Linked DNA regions of Pan troglodytes: all the other regions are linked to region 1. A link is a contact called in public Hi-C and HiChIP or PLAC-seq data. All regions are on one chromosome and are shown on one strand. The core of a region is the stretch at or near the end of the contact, and the rest is flanking DNA. Distances in the headings are between cores, read along the strand shown. Region 1 holds the start of NAPG (NSF attachment protein gamma). Region 2 has its middle 55 kb from the start of VAPA. Region 3 holds the start of PPP4R1 (protein phosphatase 4 regulatory subunit 1).

Region 1 (2,700 bases), core at 138-2,637:
CTCATTTCCTCTTACGAAAAATTAGAATCTCTATTTGGAAATTTATTGTGAAGATCTCAGCTTATGAAATTATGTATGTGAAGCACCCACCACAGAGCACAATGCTGACTTTTTCTTTTCTTTTCTTTTTTGAGACGGAGTCTCGCTCTGTCGCCCAGGCTGGAGTGCAGTGGCGCGATCTCGGCTCACTGCAAGCTCTGCCTTCCGGGTTCAGGCCATTCTCCTGCCTCAGGCTCCCGAGTAGCTGGGACTACAGGCGCCCGCCACCACGCCCGGCTAATTTTTTGTATTTTTAGTAGAGACGGTTTTCACCGTGTTAGCCAGGATGGTCTGGATCTTCTGACCTTGTGATCCGCCCGCCTCGGCCTCCCAAAGTGCTGGGATTGCAGACGTGAGCCACCGCGCCCGGCCCACAATGCTGACTTTCTATTAACTGTAACTGCCAGATAAAAATGCACTGGAGTAATGAAACGGGGGGAAGAGGCTGCCAAAAGGATGAATTAAGAAGAATCAGTTCAGTCCCACAAACATTTGCTGGGTGCCTACTACGTACTGTACCAGAGGTGGCAGGACATACACATCAAAGGACGAACGAAGCACAGTCCCTGCCCACAGGGACAGTAAAATGCCAGATGACAAAGGTTCACCGAGGAGTTTTTGGGGTAAACCTATGGTCCCCTCCACACAGGGGGCTCTTCTAGGGCGGTGGTTCTCAACAGAGCGATGTTGTTCCCCAGAGGACATTTTGGGTTGCCACAAATGGGGAAGAGATGCGACCGGCACCCAGCAGGTAGAGGCCAAGGATGCTGCTAACGAGCCTCCGATGCACAGACAGCCCCCACCACAATCTTCAGGAGCGGAGCGCCCAAGTAGAGAAGCCCTCGCCCCGCAGCACTGCGCCGGGTCCCCGCCCACACCGGCTCTGGGGAGCGGACTTCCGGCGGGGTGGACCCACGGCGCTGCCCGAGGCGCAGCAGAGCTGACCCCGACCCCGGGAGCGCGACCCCGGGAGTGTGACCCAGAGGACACCGAGCCCCGGCAGCCCCGCGGGCACCAGCGCGCCGAGCCCCCTCAGCCCTGAGCCCTCCCTCCCGCCCCCCCGGGTGCTAAGGCCGCGCCAGTGAGAGACGGACCCGGCGTCCACACACAGGCCCCCGGAAGGTTCTCACTCACTATTTCTCTGCTTTGGCGAGGTGTTCCAGCCCCTCGTTTATCTTCTGAGCCGCCATCTCCACAGTCAGGTCCCTGACGTGGAGAGAGGGTGACCCTGCCTCTTCCTCCGGCGCCAAGAATCCGCCCAAATAGGCGTGGGAACGCCGAGGAGGAAGCTGGTGCAGCGCGACAGTCGAGCGGCTACGGAGGGCCGGAGGGCCCAAGCCGCTGCGACGAAGCGGGGCTGGGAGCCTGCCGGTGCGCCCCGCAAAGAGACATCGCGCAGGCGCAGCGCGTCAAGGCTGGCCCCACCTAGGGCATCTAGCGCAGGCGCGGTGAGATACTGATGGGGCGTATTCTTTCATTCAATATTTGCAAAGCACCTAATATGTGTCAGGCACTATTTTAGATGCGGGAAGATCAGCAGACAAAAACTGCCGCACTCTTGAAGTCTTGCTTTTTCATTGATGTGAAACTGCTGTGGATCCTGTTTGTAGGGTTAATTGGCTTTATAATTTATTACATCTGAAGTTTCTCTGTATGACAGATAGAATAGTATTCTTCTATCCATTCTGCCTTTTGGGTATTAATCGTATGTCAGTCAAGAAACGAAACAGACTTGTAAACCCTGATTACTGTCAAATAATCCGCGCCCAACGCAAATAATCGCTTTAATATTTCAAGCCGTGATAAGTGCTCTAAATGGGAAGTTGAGGGATCTAAAGTCGCGTACAGTGGTCTGGTAAAAATAGTAACCAGTAATACAGCTGGCTTCATTCATAATTCATGGTGATTTCAATATCCACATGGATGATTCCTGCAATGACTATACAGCCTCTCAGCTTCCAACCTCCTGTGATCTTTCCCACACCAGCGCAGCCACACATTCCTGGGATCACACCCTTGACCTTACTCATAACTGTGTACCCTCCGTAGTGTCAGTTTCAAACAGCTCACTTTACTTCCCCTTTCCATTCCAGCTCATACCTCCTAGTGCTAGTAATTACTTAACCTTCACCAGATTCCTCACCTTTCCCTATCCCTCTGCTCTTACACGTCCCTCTTTTCCCAGCATAAATTCATATCCCATCATTTTAGTGCGTATACTCTCAACGGCCTTGGCTCCCTCTCCCTCCTTTCTCCAAGCCAGGAAAAACCCCAGCTCTCCACCTACTCTGGAACTGCTCTTGAGCAAGTGAATTTGACTGGAAAAAAACAAACGAGGATGCTAACATTACTCATTTTAATGATCATAAACATTAAGCCGACCTTTGGTGCTGCTGAGCAACTCTCCTATGTTTCCATGGTCAAATCACTCACCCACTCACTTGGAGGGCTGTTCACACCTTCCTTCTCAAAACTCCTACACAATCTCTGCTTGCCTGCCAACTCTCACTTATTGTTGAATATAAAATAACTATTCGAAGAGTTCTTCCCTTTGGCCTCACCACACAATCTATCGATCTTCCTGCATCTATTTGCCAATCAATATTTTGCCTTTTTTCTAGTGACAACAGGTGAACTGGCCTTGGATTTTTTTCTCTATCC
Region 2 (2,700 bases), core at 135-2,634, 550 kb after region 1:
AAGGGCCAAGGCTTGCCTGCTTTCCAAATGGCCACTTCCAGGATGGCTTTCCAGAAAAGTCTCAACGCAGTCCCTGCAGTCTAAGGCCAGCATCGGCCCATCTCCTAAAGTCAGTGTGGTGTGGCTTAACACACCGGCTCACCCTAAATGTGCACTGAAGGGGCCCTGAACTACAATGAAGGGGACGCCCCGAGCCAGCAAACCCCGAGGGGCTGGGCGTGCCAGGCAGCTGTGGAGCCGGCGGAAGCAGTGAAGTTGGCAGCACTGGCATCGAATGCCAGCCAGGGAACCAAGAAAAGGCCACTCTTAGTAAGAAAGTGGTGACTTCGTGAGTGGAAGAGTTGAGGTAAGAAGTTATGGCCATAGAGGATATTTCTGCAACTCGGATGAAAGGATCGCTGTGATTGGAAAGCAGTTATCTGCAGCCGAGATTTCAGAGATGTTTCTGCCCAGTGGTGACAAAAACTCTCCCTCAGGACAGTGAATGACAGGTGTGTGAAGAAAGTGCCCTGGAAGGGGGAGGTCAACAAACAGCAACCCGCCCAGCGATGACCCCCGAGAGTGTGGCGGGCAGGGGAGGGTGCAGGCTGGAAGAGGGAAGGAGCGAGGTGGGCTGAGGGCGGCGCGAGCTGGAAACAAGCCTGGGCTGTTGCAAGAGGGAGGAAGGAAAACCTCAGAACAGGCGTGAAAACGAGGAAGGAAACCAGCCCCTCCTCCCAGCGTGGAAGGGTCTTCTCCATTCCAGACCACAGCAGGGCCCCCAGGAGACATCTCAGCTTCTGTTGGAGCCTGGCGGCAAAAGGCTGTCCCTAGAAGATGAAGAGCGAGGAGGTTTGTGGATCCCATATGGGAAGTCTGGAGCTCTGCGCAGAAATGAAGATGAGGAGAAGCAGGCGAGGTAGGTTTCAGTTGAGGCAGGGCTTTCAGATTTTTCTTTTAACCACAATCCGTAGTAAGGGCCCATTTTATATGGCTACCCCGTGTGCATGCACAATTGTGCATTTGCTCTCTCTCCTTTCAAAAAAGACTTACTGAGCACCTAACTGTATGCCAGGCTGTTAACAGGCACTGGGGAGGCAGCAGTGAACAAAACGTCTGAAACCGCTGCTCTTAGGGAGTTTGCGTTCTGGTGGAGGAGCAGACCACAAGAGAAATGAAGACAGGTATGGCACATTCCATGGGGGTGAGGGGAGCCCGAGCGAGGGGCCAGAGTGTGAAGGGACGGGTACCACTGTTCAGCTGGAGAGACCCAGGAAGGCCTCACGGAGAAGGTGACCTAAGTGAAGGCTGGGAGAGCTGAGGAGTGAGCCCCGCGGACACACAGAGGACAGCACTGGGGCAGAGGCCACAGCAGGTATAGGCTCCGGGACTGGAATGTGCGAATGCTCCATGAATATCCAGAGAACAGCGTGATGGCAGAACGACGTGGGGCGAGTGGAGGGAGAAGGAATGGGGCTAGAGGGGGAAGCGGGGTCAGGGCAGGGACGCTGGAGTCCTGCGGGCCAGTGCCAGCTCCCCACTCTTACTCACGGTGAAGGGGGAAGGCTTGGAGTGTCTGAGCACAGAAAACACCCCTCCGACCTGTGTTTAACAGGACCGCTCTGGTTCCTGCTCTAAGACAGACTGAGGGGACACGGGGGCGTCTGGGAGATCTGCTGAGACTGTCGAGGAAATGAAGGAAATAGAGGGGACAAAACATGGAAGTGGCAAGAAGCAGCTGGGTTCTGGGTGTGTTTTGAAAGTAGAGCCAGCAGCAGCGTTGACAAGACGGGCTGTGCTGTGGCATGGGAAGGAAGGGAATGCACCAAGCAAGGATGACTCCGAGGTTTGAGTGAAGGAAAGAATGCGGATGGGGGAGGCCTGCATGGAGCAAGCCTGGGTGTGAGGGAGACTGGATTCAGTTCTGGACATATTAAGTCCGAGGTATCGGACAGATGGCCAAAGTCGTTGGAGATGTTAAGTCTATAATTCGAGGACATATCTGGGCTGGGAGCAGGGAAGAGGGGCGAGGGGACAGATGGAAAGCCGGCGCTCTGTGGTTACGAAGAAAGAGAGCCCGGGAGAGCCGAGAGTCACCCTCACCGATCTGTGATAGGGAAGGGTCACAAGTTCCCACCCCCGACTCAGGAAGTACCCCTGATTTGGGGAGCACTGGCCCTGCCCTAGGGGGAGTGCGATGGTGGGGGTGAGGGGACGCTGGAGCAGGAACAGGATGCGGGCGCTGCGGAGACCCAGAGGACCAGAAGCACCAGTGAAATCCAAATCTTTCAGACAAGCACAGTGTCGATAAGAAACTTTGAACTGAATATGAAAAAGAGCCTGAACTAACCTGAAAGGGGCTGAAGGGGACGATAAGACCAAAGGAAACGGAGATCCGTTGAAAGGCTAAGGTTTCCTTGGCTCTGACTGGGTCTCTCTGTGGTCTCTGAAGCACTGGGATGTACTGACTGGCTCGGATACAGACCTTCTACTTTCCCAGTTGCCAGAGACCTGGCCCAGGCTGAAGAGCACCGACTGAGGGAGTGGGGGAAATGATGCCCCGGAACATGTTCACATCCTAACCCCCAGAATCCCTGAATATGTAACCTTCCATGAAGGGACTTTGGCTGTGATTAAGTGAAGGCTCTTTAGATGGAGAGATGGCCCTGGATCAGCCAGGTGGGCCCAGTGTCATCGCAGGGGTACCTGTAACAGGAAGGC
Region 3 (2,700 bases), core at 191-2,690, 910 kb after region 1:
CCAGCGGCTGAAGCACAGTTGGCACGCTGTAGATTTTGTGTTGTTGCGGTGAGACCACCAGTTAGAATAAAGAGCTGATTTGGGCCGGGTTTGGTGGCTCACACCTGTAATCCTGGCGCTTTGGGAGACCAAGGCCAGAGGATTGCTTGAGGGCAGGAGTTCAAGACCCACCTGGGCAACACAGTAGAACCACGTCCCTAAAAAATTTTAAAAATAAATTGGCCAGGTGGAGTGGCCTGTGCCTTTAGTTCCAGTTACTTGGGAGGCTGAGATGGGAGGATCTCTTGAGGCCAGGAGTTCGAGGTTACAGTGAGTCATGATTGTGCCACTGCACTCCAGCCTGGGCTACGTAAGGCAAGACTCTGGCTCTAAAAAAAATTTGCTTTTTAATGAAAAAAAAAAAAAAAGAGCTGATTTGGCTCTTTCTTCCCCCATTTACCCAGAATTGCTAAAGTGGTAGATACTGACAAGGTATCTTAGCAGGGCAGAAGTCTCATGGTTTGAGTCAGTTGGGACCAATTGCTGTTGATGTGAATTTCTAACTCCTTTGTCATTCTGAGTGTGTCAGCTGAATTCACATAAGGGCATTCACCAAGGGAGGAAGAGAAAGGCCTTTAGTTTTAATTATTTTATAGTTGAGAAAATTAGACACATACTCGGGGTTACGGGGTCTATTCTGATTTTTATTACTCCTAGAAATTTCATACAGATTATAATCTGTCTATCTTGTTAGTAATATCTGACTGATTTTTTTGGAATAGCTATGTGTAGAACCCATTTTATTACACAGATTTAGGAATCTCAGAGGATCTGATTCCTTAGTCTCTTAAATCTTCAGTGGCATTAAATGCCAACACATTGTCCTTGGTCAAGACTACAACGTAGAAAGGAACAAGCTAATTAACTACTTAGAATTCCCTCTCCTAAGAGACCACATCGCCAAAGTGGCACCATGACACAGCTTGGTGTTTTGTTGGTCACTTTAGGAGACCACCATTTTGGAGGCCTTGGGTGGAGCTGGAGATAGAGCCATGGAGGTAGAACCGTGTCGGAAAACCTGGGTTTAGCCCCATTTTGTACTTGGGCGTTTGAGCTAATCGCTTAAGTCACGTAAAACAACAAGACAAATAAAGTCTGGGATACAGACTTTAACACCTCAAGTGCTGCCAAAAGTATTTAGAAGACAAAGCGAATCATAGGCACCCTTCACCGAGCACCTCCTAGACATCAAGAACCATGCTAGGTTCCCTACATTCTTCATTTAATGCCAATAACCCCACGAAGCAGTTATCACCTTCATTCTACAAATGGGCCCCACTCCTACCAATTAACTGGCTGAATCAGGATCTGACCCCGGGCCTGCCAACGCTCCCGCTGGTGGATTGCCCGCCTTGTCAGCTCGAGTTGGCAGGACGTGGGAGTAAAAACCCGGCGCCCCAGCCTTCACCGTGCTGCACGAGGAAGCTGGCTAGGCAGGCATGACTTTGTCAGTCAACCATCCCGCAGCCGGGCCCTGGGCTTTGTTAGCAGCCACTTGGCGAGGGCCCCGGGCGGGTGGGAAGGCGGCGCTTCCTCCAAGAGGAGGTGGGACCCCGGCCCCGACGACCTCGGAGCCGCCCCCGGCCCCGGATCGCCGACGACGTACGTGCAGGCCTGGGGATGGGGCGCTGGCTGCGAGCGGCGCGCCCGCTGAGATGGCTGCGGCTGGCAGGGCGGTGGGCGAGGCCGGTGACCCAATAAAGCGGCCGGGCCGCGGGAGGCCCCGCCCGGCCGGGTTCCGGCACTCGCCGCAGGGTCCCGGCCGGCGGCAGGTTGCGCGCCCCCGTCCGCAGCGCTCGGCGTGAGGGCGGCTCGGGAGGAGGGTGTGAGCGCGCGTCGCCGGGCCGGGGCCCGGCAAGGAGCGGGAAAGGCGGGAGGCGGGAGCGCCGGTCGCCCGGGAGCCGCGCGGAGGGGCAGGCGGGGCGGGGCGCGGCCGGGGGCCCGGGCGGCCGGGAGCCGCGCCGCCCGCGGCAGGCCCGGGCCCTCGGCCCGCCCCGCGCGCGCGCCCCCGCCAGCCCGGCCCTCCTCCTCCCCGCCGCCCCTCCCGCGCGCGTCCACCGGCTCCCCGGCTCGCGCCGCTCCATGTAGCCCCGGATCCCCGGGCGGCCGCGGAGGAGGGGGCGACCACAAGATGGCGGGTACGTGGCCCCCTGTTCTCCGGGCGGCGGCGGCTCCTCGAGCCCACCCGCCCTCCGCCGCAGCCCTGAGTGGCTGCCGGGCCGGGGCCGGCGTGGGGTCCCGGCGCGGGAAGGCGCCCCCGGGGCGGGGGGGGCGGGCGGGGGGGGCGTCGCGCCGGGCCCCGGGGCGCTGACCGGGCCTTTCTTCTCTCCCCTCGGCGCAGACCTCTCGCTGCTTCAGGAGGACCTGCAGGAGGACGCAGACGGATGTGAGTGGCCCGGCCTCGCGGTGGCCTGGCACTCCGCGGGGAGCGGCCGGGGAGGGCGGGCGGCGGCGAGGCCTGGGCCGGGCCCTGGCTGGCTGAGGGGACGGTGGGCGAGGGCGGCCCCAGGCGGGCTGGGGTGGCGATCTGGAGGGAAAATCTCGCGTCCGTGAGGAAACGGCGCGCCCAGGTTCCGCTGGGGGAGGGAGACGCCCGGAGTAACGCCCAAGTTCGCTTTCCGCCCTTCGCTCTCTTCTCCCGGCGCCCCCGAATCGCCTGCG

Evidence for each region. A called contact is a pair of places that touch in the nucleus more often than the background predicts. HiChIP or PLAC-seq counts read pairs in DNA pulled down with a chosen protein or histone mark.
Region 2: a Hi-C map of induced pluripotent stem cells shows a contact between it and region 1, with 3 times the contacts expected there. The contact joins the enhancer-like site here to the promoter of NAPG in region 1. A contact is called at or near these places in 4 of 7 Hi-C or Micro-C datasets (blood, induced pluripotent stem cells and stem cell-derived neural progenitor cells), 1 of 1 datasets of contacts at active chromatin or transcription factors (stem cell-derived excitatory neurons) and 1 of 1 other capture datasets (stem cell-derived neural stem cells).
Region 3: a contact with region 1 is called in an H3K4me3 HiChIP or PLAC-seq map of stem cell-derived excitatory neurons, with 4 times the contacts expected there. The contact joins the promoter of PPP4R1 here to the promoter of NAPG in region 1. A contact is called at or near these places in 1 of 7 Hi-C or Micro-C datasets (stem cell-derived neural progenitor cells) and 1 of 1 datasets of contacts at active chromatin or transcription factors (stem cell-derived excitatory neurons).

Annotation. Positions count from the first base shown.
Region 1 is chr17:20,374,202-20,376,901 of NHGRI_mPanTro3-v2.0_pri, forward strand. NAPG (NSF attachment protein gamma) reads right to left here and starts at 1,388. Exons shown (of 12, transcript XM_523864.8): 1 at 1,174-1,388. The coding sequence starts at 1,229.
Region 2 is chr17:20,928,142-20,930,841 of NHGRI_mPanTro3-v2.0_pri, forward strand. No RefSeq gene overlaps it. Among named protein-coding and RNA genes, the nearest start is that of VAPA, 55 kb to the right of the region's middle. Within about 2 kb of position 1,385, at least 2 of the 24 cell types and tissues checked have an H3K27ac peak or open chromatin away from gene starts, as enhancers often do. A contact at or near this core is called in induced pluripotent stem cells and stem cell-derived neural stem cells, where this site is marked.
Region 3 is chr17:21,283,063-21,285,762 of NHGRI_mPanTro3-v2.0_pri, forward strand. It overlaps PPP4R1 (protein phosphatase 4 regulatory subunit 1), which reads left to right and starts at 1,441. Exons shown (of 20, transcript XM_009433642.4): 1 at 1,441-1,641; 2 at 2,381-2,425. The coding sequence starts at 1,479. LOC104003075 (a long non-coding RNA gene) reads right to left here and starts at 1,410. Exons shown (of 3, transcript XR_002940493.3): 1 at 1,325-1,410.